Regions from separate parts of the Sus scrofa genome. Here region 2 is linked to region 1. A link is a contact called in public Hi-C data. All regions are on one chromosome and are shown on one strand. The core of a region is the stretch at or near the end of the contact, and the rest is flanking DNA. Distances in the headings are between cores, read along the strand shown.

Region 1 (4,558 bases), core at 1,452-3,951:
TGCACCCGTGGCATATGGAGGTTCCTAGGCTGGGGGTTGAATCAGAGCTGTAGCTGCCTGCCACAGCCACAGCCACAGCCACAGCCACGCAGGATCCAAGCAGTGTCTGTGACTACACGATAGCTCACGGCAACACTGGCTCCTTAACCCACTGAGCGAGGCCAGGGATCGAACCCATGTCCTCAAGGATAGTAGTCGGGTTCATCACCGCTGAGCCACAGTAGGAACTCCCATGTCCGCTATGGCTCTGTGGTTTTCTTTTCCTGTCATATCTTTACGTGTTTTTGATACCCAGCCTTGCTGGTCTCACCAAATGCGGATGTTTGCACAATAGTGTCAGGTCCAGCACTTGCCCGGTTACTGGAGGGTCACCCCAGTGCTGTGCTTGGGCCTCTGGTTGTTGGCCCAGAGCCGCTAAACTGACTTTGCCACCTGCTGGTGGTCCTCCCCCCTGGGGACGGCCGGGCAAGAGCGGCTCCTGATGGCCTCGGAGGCTGGCGCCTCACAGCTGTCCAGAGGCTGTTTGGGCTTCGTTTTTTCTGGCACGTTTGGGGCAGAGGACCTCTCTGGGCTCAGGGGAGCCAGGCTGGAGCGTTTCTCCCACCCGCCTGCTCCCCCCGCCCCCAGGCTCTGCCTGACCCCTCCGCTGAGGGCTGCCTCCCGGCGGCCAGGCCAGAACCATTGGGAGCCATATTCAGGCTCTGAAAAAAGCACGTTTTGTGCTTTTCTTCACATGGTATTTAAAAGTAAGCCCCACTAAAGCCAGAGCACTCTCATGTTTCACGTCTCATTAAAAGAGGGCTCAAAAACTGCTCTCTGAAAGGAATCCACCCAAATCAAGAAACAAAAAAACCCGATATAGGTGCCAATAGTCTTTATTTCCAGTAAAGGAAAAGCCCGGTTGGTTATAATCTTGATTTTATTCTCTCTCTCTCTCCCCGTTTTTCTTTTTGCAGCTGCACCTGCGGCATATGGACGTTCCCAGGCTAGGGGTTGAGTGGGAGCTGCTGCTGCCGGCCTGCACCACAGCCACAGCAAGGCGGGATCCGAGCCTCATCTGCAACGTACTTTGGCAGCTGGTGGCAATGCCAGATCCTTAACCCCCTGAGGGAGGCCAGGGAGCCCACCCGCATCCTCAGGAAGACACCGCGGGGTCCTGAACCCAATGAGCCGCAATGGGAACTCCTATTTTCCCTTATAAACACTGCATCTCGCTGTCCTCCGTGGTTCTGCTGCTCTACGTGGGGGGTCTGCTGATCGGCAGCACAGGGTCAACTGGTGGCTCCTTAAAACGGCGGGATTCTGGGCGCCCCCAGGCCTGCTGATTTAGAACCTACTTTTAAACAAGATTCCCAGGGCAGTTTTGCACACATTATGGTCTGTGATGGTGTCGTGCTTAGAATTTTCTCAAAGAGTTTATCAATATCGTTCTGTATATTTAGCAGTTGTTTAACTTGCTTTTTATTTATTTTTTTAACTTGAAGTATAGTTGATTTACAGGTGTCAGCCTCAGGTGTTTAGAACAGTGATTCAGTGCCGTGTGTATTTATGTTCTTTTCCCTTATAGGTTTTTTTGGGTTTTTTTTTTTTTTTTTTGTCTTTTTAGGGCTGCAGGTGCAGCACATGGAGGTTCCCAGGCTAGGGGTTGAACGGGAGCTGCAGCTGCTGGCCTGCACCACAGACACAGCCACGCCAGATCCTTAACCCACTGAGTGGGGCCAGGGATCCAACCTGCTTCCTCATGGATACTAATTGCTTCGTTACCGCTGAGCCACAATGGAACTCCAATTTTGCTTTTCAAATTTAGGTATTGCAATTACCTGAAACTAATTTTTATCTTAGGGGTGGGAAAAGTGCTAACTCTTTTCTAAATGATTAATCAGCTGTCCTGTAAGCCATCATTCCCTTCTGGTTGAGATGTGGGTGTGGGTGAGAGGTGGGTGCAGTAATTATTCTGAGCCTGCAGGAGTGACTCTTTTAAAGACCCACCTATTGTATGATGCCATTCATAGGGAGAGCTTGAATGGGCGTGAGATTTCTTTGGGTGAAGTGTTCTGAGACACTGTGACTTCACTTTTGGTGGGATGTGATGCGCTGTGATACACGACCACTGAATGGCGCACTTGCAATGGATGGACCCACGTGGCATGTGCTTTCCAACTCAATTCGCCGGCCAGAGTTTGAGGAGTGCATTGATCCCGCGTGGCTTGCCCTGCGCGGGGATGAGCCCGTGCGACACGTGCATTCCCTTGATTGCCTCTGCACCAGGTACAGAGCGCCCTGTCACACCTGGAGCGGGGCAGCTGTCTCACCTACTGCTCCCGCCACTCTGAGAAGGGGGCGCTGCACAGCACCCCGTGGCTCCGTGAACGCAGAGATGCACCTGCTGCCTGGGCCCTGCTCCCCGGCCGGGCCCCGGAAGGCCGGCCCCGCCACCCTGGACCCGCGGATACCCGACCGGGCGGTGCGGGGCACGGCTTGAGGCCGCGGCGCTCGGGTCTGGGCGCCCTCGCGCGGCCACTCGGGCCGCCCGCCCGCCCCCGACCTGCGCGCGCAGCCGGGGTGGGGCCGGCGCGGCGGGGGCGGGGCGGGCGGTTGGCGCGGCCGGGCCGCGGGGCGGGGCCGCGCCGGGGAGGGGCTGCCGTTGCGGGCGGGCGGCGCAGGCGCGCTGCGGCCGGCGGTTTCCGCGCCCCCGCCCCGCCCCGCCCGGCCTGGCCCCGCCGGCCCGCCCGCGCGCCCCCCCGCCGTTGGCGCCGGCATGTCGGGCCCCGGGCCGCGGGAGCCGCCGCAGGCGGGCGGGCCGGCGGGCCCCGAGGGCGCGGACGCGGCGCTGGGCGAGGCGGGGCTGAGCTTCACGACCACCGACCTGAGCCTGGTGGAGATGACGGAGATCGAGTACACGCAGCTGCAGCACATCCTCTACTCGCACATGGAGGCGGCGGCGGCCGACGGCGAGCTCGAGACGCGCCTCAACTCGGCCTTCCTGGCGGCGGCGGCGCCGGGCGCGGCGGCCGGGGGCTTCGCGGCGGCGGGGGGCGCGGCGGCGGCGGCGGCGGCGACGGGGGGCGCGGCGCCCGTGTACCCCGTGCTGTGCCCGCCCGCGCTGGCCGACGGCGGCTTCGCGGGCGCCAACCCGTGCCTGGGCCACATCGACTTCCAGGAGCTGCGCATGATGCTGCTGAGCGAGGCGGGCGCGCCCCCCGCCGCCGAGAAGACGCCGGGCGCCGACGGCCCGGGCCCGGGCGCACCCCGGCCCAAGGCGCCCGACGGCGCCGGCAAGGAGAACGCGGAGGGCGCGCCCGAGGCGCGGGCCAAGTCGGCAGTGCGCGTCCGCCTGGAGGACCGCTTCAACAGCATCCCCGCCGAGCCCCCGCCCGCCCCGCGCGGCGCCGAGCCCCCCGAGCCCGGCGTGGCGCTCAACAAGTGGGTGCATCCCGCCGGGTCTGGGTGTAGACCAGGGTCCTGTGCGGAGAAGCGGCCGCCTCGGTCAGGGTGTGGACCAGGGTCCCGTGCAGAGAAGCACCGGCTTCGGTGCGGGTGTCGACCCCCGGGTCCCATGCGGAGACCGCCAGTCTCCTGGCTTGCATCTTAACAGGGAGCCGACCTCGGCGGGTCCGAGGTCGTGTGCTGTTCGCAGGCGCTGCGAGCCCATACTAAGCTCGCAGCGCCTGCACACAGCCCCCAAAGCCTTGGCCTCGGGTGCACGCTGCGTCTGGAAGGGAGATGAGTTGAGACAAGTGTAGCGATGCTCCGAGCGCCAAAGGTTTTGCCCCGGACCACCCACCTAGATGTCCGGAGAGGCCCTTGCTTCCCGCTCCGGGGGCTCAGGTTGTGCTGACCTTGTCTTGTGCACACACATGCAGCCTGACGGAAGGACAGATCTCCAGCAGGCAGCCCTCCTTCCTCGCAGACACCCGCTGGGGTGTCTCCCCAGCTTTCCCTCTGGCCCACACCCCGGCTTTTTCCCATTTTGCCCGCCGTCATCAGATTTTGGAGGAGGGCCAGAAAGCCAGAGATGGGTGTCAGAGGCGTGATGGGAGGGGAGGTGTAACTAAAAGATGACACACAGCCCCGCCCTCCGGTGTGAGCGAGAAGGAAGTTGGAACTTGTCCCCTGCACCGCCGTTGATAGGTGTCTAGCGACTTCCACGATGACGCCGGGGCGTGCACTGTCACAGATTTCCTGCCTGGAACCTGGACTGTTAGCCGTTAGAGCGTGGTGGGGATGGCAGTGTTTCAGGGAACTTAGCCTACTTCTGGGGCTTTTGTGTCTTTTGGCAGTTTGGTGACTCTTATTCGACATCCGTCCGAATTAATGAACGTTCCTCTTCATCAGCAACAAAACAAATGCACAACACTGGTGAAAAACAAGACCGCTGCGGCCGCTACTGCTTTGCAGTTTACATGCCCTCTGTTCACTGCAAATGCGTGCTCTGCTGCTGGGACTTCGAGTCTCTCACAAACACAGGTAGGGAAAATGACTTTCAAGGCTTTGCTCTTTTGCGGTAAATGGATAAATTTGGTTTTCGTTAGGTCTCGAGGCTTTTTTTTTTTTTCTC
Region 2 (4,142 bases), core at 595-3,094, 50 kb after region 1:
GGGGTTCCTCAGCCAGGTGCCAGTTTGGCCAATGCACAGTGCATGACACCAAAACTCCGCAGCAGCGGCCCCCACTCCCGTCTCGGCCAGTTTCCAGTTCTCCGCCTCCCTGGAGCCAGTCAGGCTTGTCCCTGGGTTGGCTCAAGAGAATGGGTCCTGACCAGACCCCGGCCATACATGTAGCTCGGAGCAGGGCCAGCCCCACGGGCCCTGAATGGGTCCCGGCCATACACGTAGCTCGGAGCAGGGCCAGCCCCACGGGCCCTGCACAGCACCAGGCACCAAGGAGCTGCATCAGGACCCAGCGTGGGGCGGTGGGGGGAGAGGAGGGAGTTGGGACTTGGGGAAGGGACAGAGGCCACAGCGGGAGGGAGACAGGGAAGAAAGAGGCCAGAAGCTCCTTTAGGAACACGGAGTGTGGGACTACCGGCTCCTCAGCTACTGGCCACGCCCGGTGGGCATCCGCTGGGCAAAGAGCCAGATTCCTGCCCTCTGACTCCAGGCTGTGACCCGACCACTGCCCAGCCTATCTTCCCGAGGAACTCGGGCCCGCCTGAACCACTGCGCATGTGCCGAGGCCACTGGCCTTCCCGGCCAGCCCTGAGCCCTTGGACGTCCCTCTTGGTGGTCACGCCAAGACCCAAGACCCAGAGAGAAAGCCGAGAGCCAGGGCTCTCGTCTGCTACAGAGAGCGAGCATCCGTCCTGGGGCCACGGGCTGGAACTCGAAGCCCCTTAGACATGGTGCCAAGTCACCCTCATCCCAAAGCGAGTGGTGCACATGGTGACAGCGCTCACTCTGGCCCTCCCTGTCACCTGGAGCCCCAGCTGGAGCAATGGCACCCCCTCCAGGAACGTGCCACCCAGTGAGCGCAAGTAACCACGGGTAATGACGGGTAACCACAGTTAGTTATGACAAGTAACCAGGGGTGACAGAGTAAATGCTGGTAGGGACAAGTGACCAGCGGTCCGGTGGTGACCGCAAATAACCAGTGGGCACAGCCGAGCGCCCTGGCTCAGGGCCACGTAAACAGATCCTCCAAGGCCACCTCCAAGACGTGAGGCCAGCCCAGCCAGGGTGGGTGGGTGCTGCACAGGCAGAGTCAGCCGGGATGGGGCAGACTGGGGGCTGGTGGCCTGGGCGATGCTGGAGCCGAGGCAGTGGGGGAGGGGGAGGTGCTCCCTGAGCTGCGCCAGGGTGGGGGCAGGGAGCAGCAGGAGAGAGAGGCTGGGGAGCAGTGGGGGTGGCGGGGCTGAGGGCCGGGATCTACTACTCAGAGGACAGGGCCAAGGGCCGGAGGGTGCGATGTGGCAGGGAGAGGAGTCAGGGATGCGCCCCGGCCATCCCCTGAGGAAGTGTCATCATGCAGATCTGGTCCTGGGGGCACGGTCCGGGGGTGGCCCTGGATCCCGGCAGGGTGCCCTGGTGGGGGACCGCACGCGGGAGAGCGGGTGGGGGGCCCATCTCAGGGCGTCGTGGGGATCACGGCCAGGGACGGGGCAGTAGCTGGCGATGCAGTGCCAGGCCCGGAGCCGGGTCTCCGAGGGGTGCCCTGGCACCCCGCCCCGGGGGTACGGCCTTCCCGGAGCAGGGCCTGCTTCCCTGCTTCACCGCGGCCTGCCCAGGGGCGCGGGGTCCCCAGCGCGCGGGGGCGGCACCTGGGGCATGCAGAACCGCAGGGTCTCCTCGGCCTCGGCCCTCGCGGTCCCCGGAGCTCTGGCCTCGCCGCCCTCATAGGCCCTGGAAAACGGGCCCTCGCCGTCCTCCTCCTCGTCGTCCTCCCAGGTCGAGTCGCAGTCCGGGTCCTCCATGCTCCGGCGGCGGCGGCGGCGGCGGGACCCGCTCTGGCGGAAGCGAAAGTGAAAGAGGGAGGAAGCGCGGGGGCGGGCCGGGGGCGGGCCGGGGGCGGGCCCGGGGCTGCGGCCTCCCACCGCCCCGCCGGGGGGACGCCGGCCCCAGGATGCCCCCGGAAGGCTGTCCCCCCCGGGATGCCAGGCCCCTCCGAGAATTTCCCTTTGCCGAGAAAGGCCTTCCGGAGATGCTCGCCCTCCCGCCGGATGCTCCCCGAGCTTCCCCCAGAATAGCCCTGTCCCCTGGGAGAGTGCCCCCACAAGGCCAGCAAGCTGCAGACCCCTCTTCCTTTCCCCCCAGCCCGGAAGGTTCCCTGGGGGACGCCTCTCCGCCCCAAGATCCCCACCCTGGAGACTTCTGCCCCCCCCCCCCCAGATTCCAGAACCATCGCCTGGAAGAACACAACCCCCCAAGATCTCTCCCCAGAGACCCCCAGCACACCCCTTCCCCCAGGACGCACTTCTGGAGGATTCTGTTTGCACTGCGGTGCCCCCTCAGGATGACCTCGGGGAGGAGGGCCCCTGATGCGTGGCCCCCTGGAGGTGTCCCATGAGGGTACCCTACCCGAGTGGGTGGCCATTGTCCCCAGCATGCCCTCGGGGCTGCAATCTCCCCACATTTCCTTTGGGGAGTGACCCTCTGAGCCCACCTTGCTGCTGCAGCAGGACGGAGACCCCTGTGTCCCCTCCAAAGGCTCACACCGGTCAGTTTGCTTCTTCGAGGCCCGCAGGAGGCTGTCTCTCCAGTACTGAGCAGCCCCTAGTGCCAGGTCCTCAGGGCCTGGCCTCCTGGCCCCGAGCGGCCTTCTAAGGGTTACAGGAAGGGCCAGGTGCTGCTGCGCTTCCCAGGAGCCCCACACACCCAGAGGCCCAAGTGTCCAGGGTGAACCCCTGGGGTCGTTCAACGCAGACTGAGGCTGTTAACTGCCTCCCAGGGGGGCGTCTCTGCGGCTGGGCCGTGGCCGATGGCGGCTGGGTTGGGCACACATTGGACAGATCACTCAGCCGCGCTTCCCAGTGACCGTGGGTCCCTCACTCACCCTCTGCCTTGGACACCTGCTGGGTGGCAGCGGGAGCTCCGGCGAAGTTGGTGACCCACCGCTTGAAGGGAAAATTGGGAGTGGCCCCTCGGGTAAAACTCGTCTCCTGTAACTACCACACAGCCGTTTACATTGAGCTAAAACCCCGCTCTGGCTTTCAGATTTGGACAAGATAACTGCTGGGCGAGCAGCCTGTGGGGGCTGAGGTGAGAAGGTGAAGGCCCGGTCCAGCCACCGGGGACGTGGACTCCCCTCCCCCAGCTCAGCCTGCCTCTGCCTGGGGATGTGACATTCCTTGAGCTATGGGGGGGGTGACAGCCCAGAGCTGAACAGAACCTTGTGATCTTGGCCTTGCTTGGTGCTGGTGCCAACAAGCCCTTGCAGGCCCATCCACCGGCGTCACCGCTCCAGGTACCGTCTTGCTGGATGACTTTCCAGGACAGTAGTGACTCCGCAAGAGGTCTGGCGCTCTGGCATTTCTGCAAATCGCCCTCCTCCCACGGCCAAGGAGGTTTCTGGAGGAGCACGCGACAGAGCAGCCACCGGGCCTCGGGCGGGGCTGGCCCACTGCAGACTGCCGCCACAGGCCTGGCCTCAGAGACCCTGGCTGGGACTTTTGTGGGGCTGGGAGCCTCTGACGGATGCTGATGGGTGCTGGGGGCGCCCTCCAGGGTTGGGCAGCTCTGAGAGCACCTGGGTGGGCAGGCGCCACCCAGCCTCTGCCTCCTGAAAACCCACGAGCAGACAGCGTAGGAGACGCTGGGCCTTCCCTCTGCTGCCAGGGCCGGGGCCCCCTTTCCACGGGGGCTATTCTCAGACTCTGCCTGGCTGCCACGTCACAAGTGAGTCACACACAGCTGCACCGGGGCAAGGTCCAGCTCCCCCCTCCCAAGGGACGTCACCTCGGTGGGGGTGTGGCTCCTCTGCTGGAGACCCGCCCACAGGGCCCCCAAGCAGGCGTGGCACCAGCTTCTGCCCAGGTTCCAGCATGGCGGCGGGGGGTGGGGGGTGGGGTCAGGCTGGGGGGGCGGCAGACCCCCGACACCAGACGCTGCAATAAGCATCGGCCCTGCTGGGAAGCAGGATGCTAGCCGTGCGCGCAAGGCCTGGGGTGGCCAGTCTCCTGATGGTGGCGGCAGGCAGCACGGAGACTCCTCGGGGCTTGTCCAGATGTGGGCGAGCGTCTCCTCTGTGGCTTGGAAGGTCCGCTCCGCGGGAAGAGCCAGCTCTGGGAACCAGGCACCAGCTCTGC

What was found. A called contact is a pair of places that touch in the nucleus more often than the background predicts.
Region 2: a Hi-C map of liver shows a contact between it and region 1, with 3 times the contacts expected there. The contact joins the promoter of OGFR here to the promoter of TCFL5 in region 1. A contact is called at or near these places in 2 of 5 promoter capture datasets (fetal liver and liver), 5 of 47 Hi-C or Micro-C datasets (blood, embryonic fibroblasts, heart right ventricle and 1 more) and 2 of 2 datasets of contacts at active chromatin or transcription factors (alveolar macrophages and skeletal muscle).

Annotation. Positions count from the first base shown.
Region 1 is chr17:62,113,812-62,118,369 of Sscrofa11.1, reverse strand. It overlaps TCFL5 (transcription factor-like 5 protein), which reads left to right and starts at 2,701. Exons shown (of 7, transcript XR_002340122.1): 1 at 2,701-3,423; 2 at 4,281-4,467.
Region 2 is chr17:62,063,185-62,067,326 of Sscrofa11.1, reverse strand. It overlaps OGFR (opioid growth factor receptor), which reads right to left and starts at 1,844. Exons shown (of 7, transcript XM_021078228.1): 1 at 1,659-1,844. The coding sequence starts at 1,811.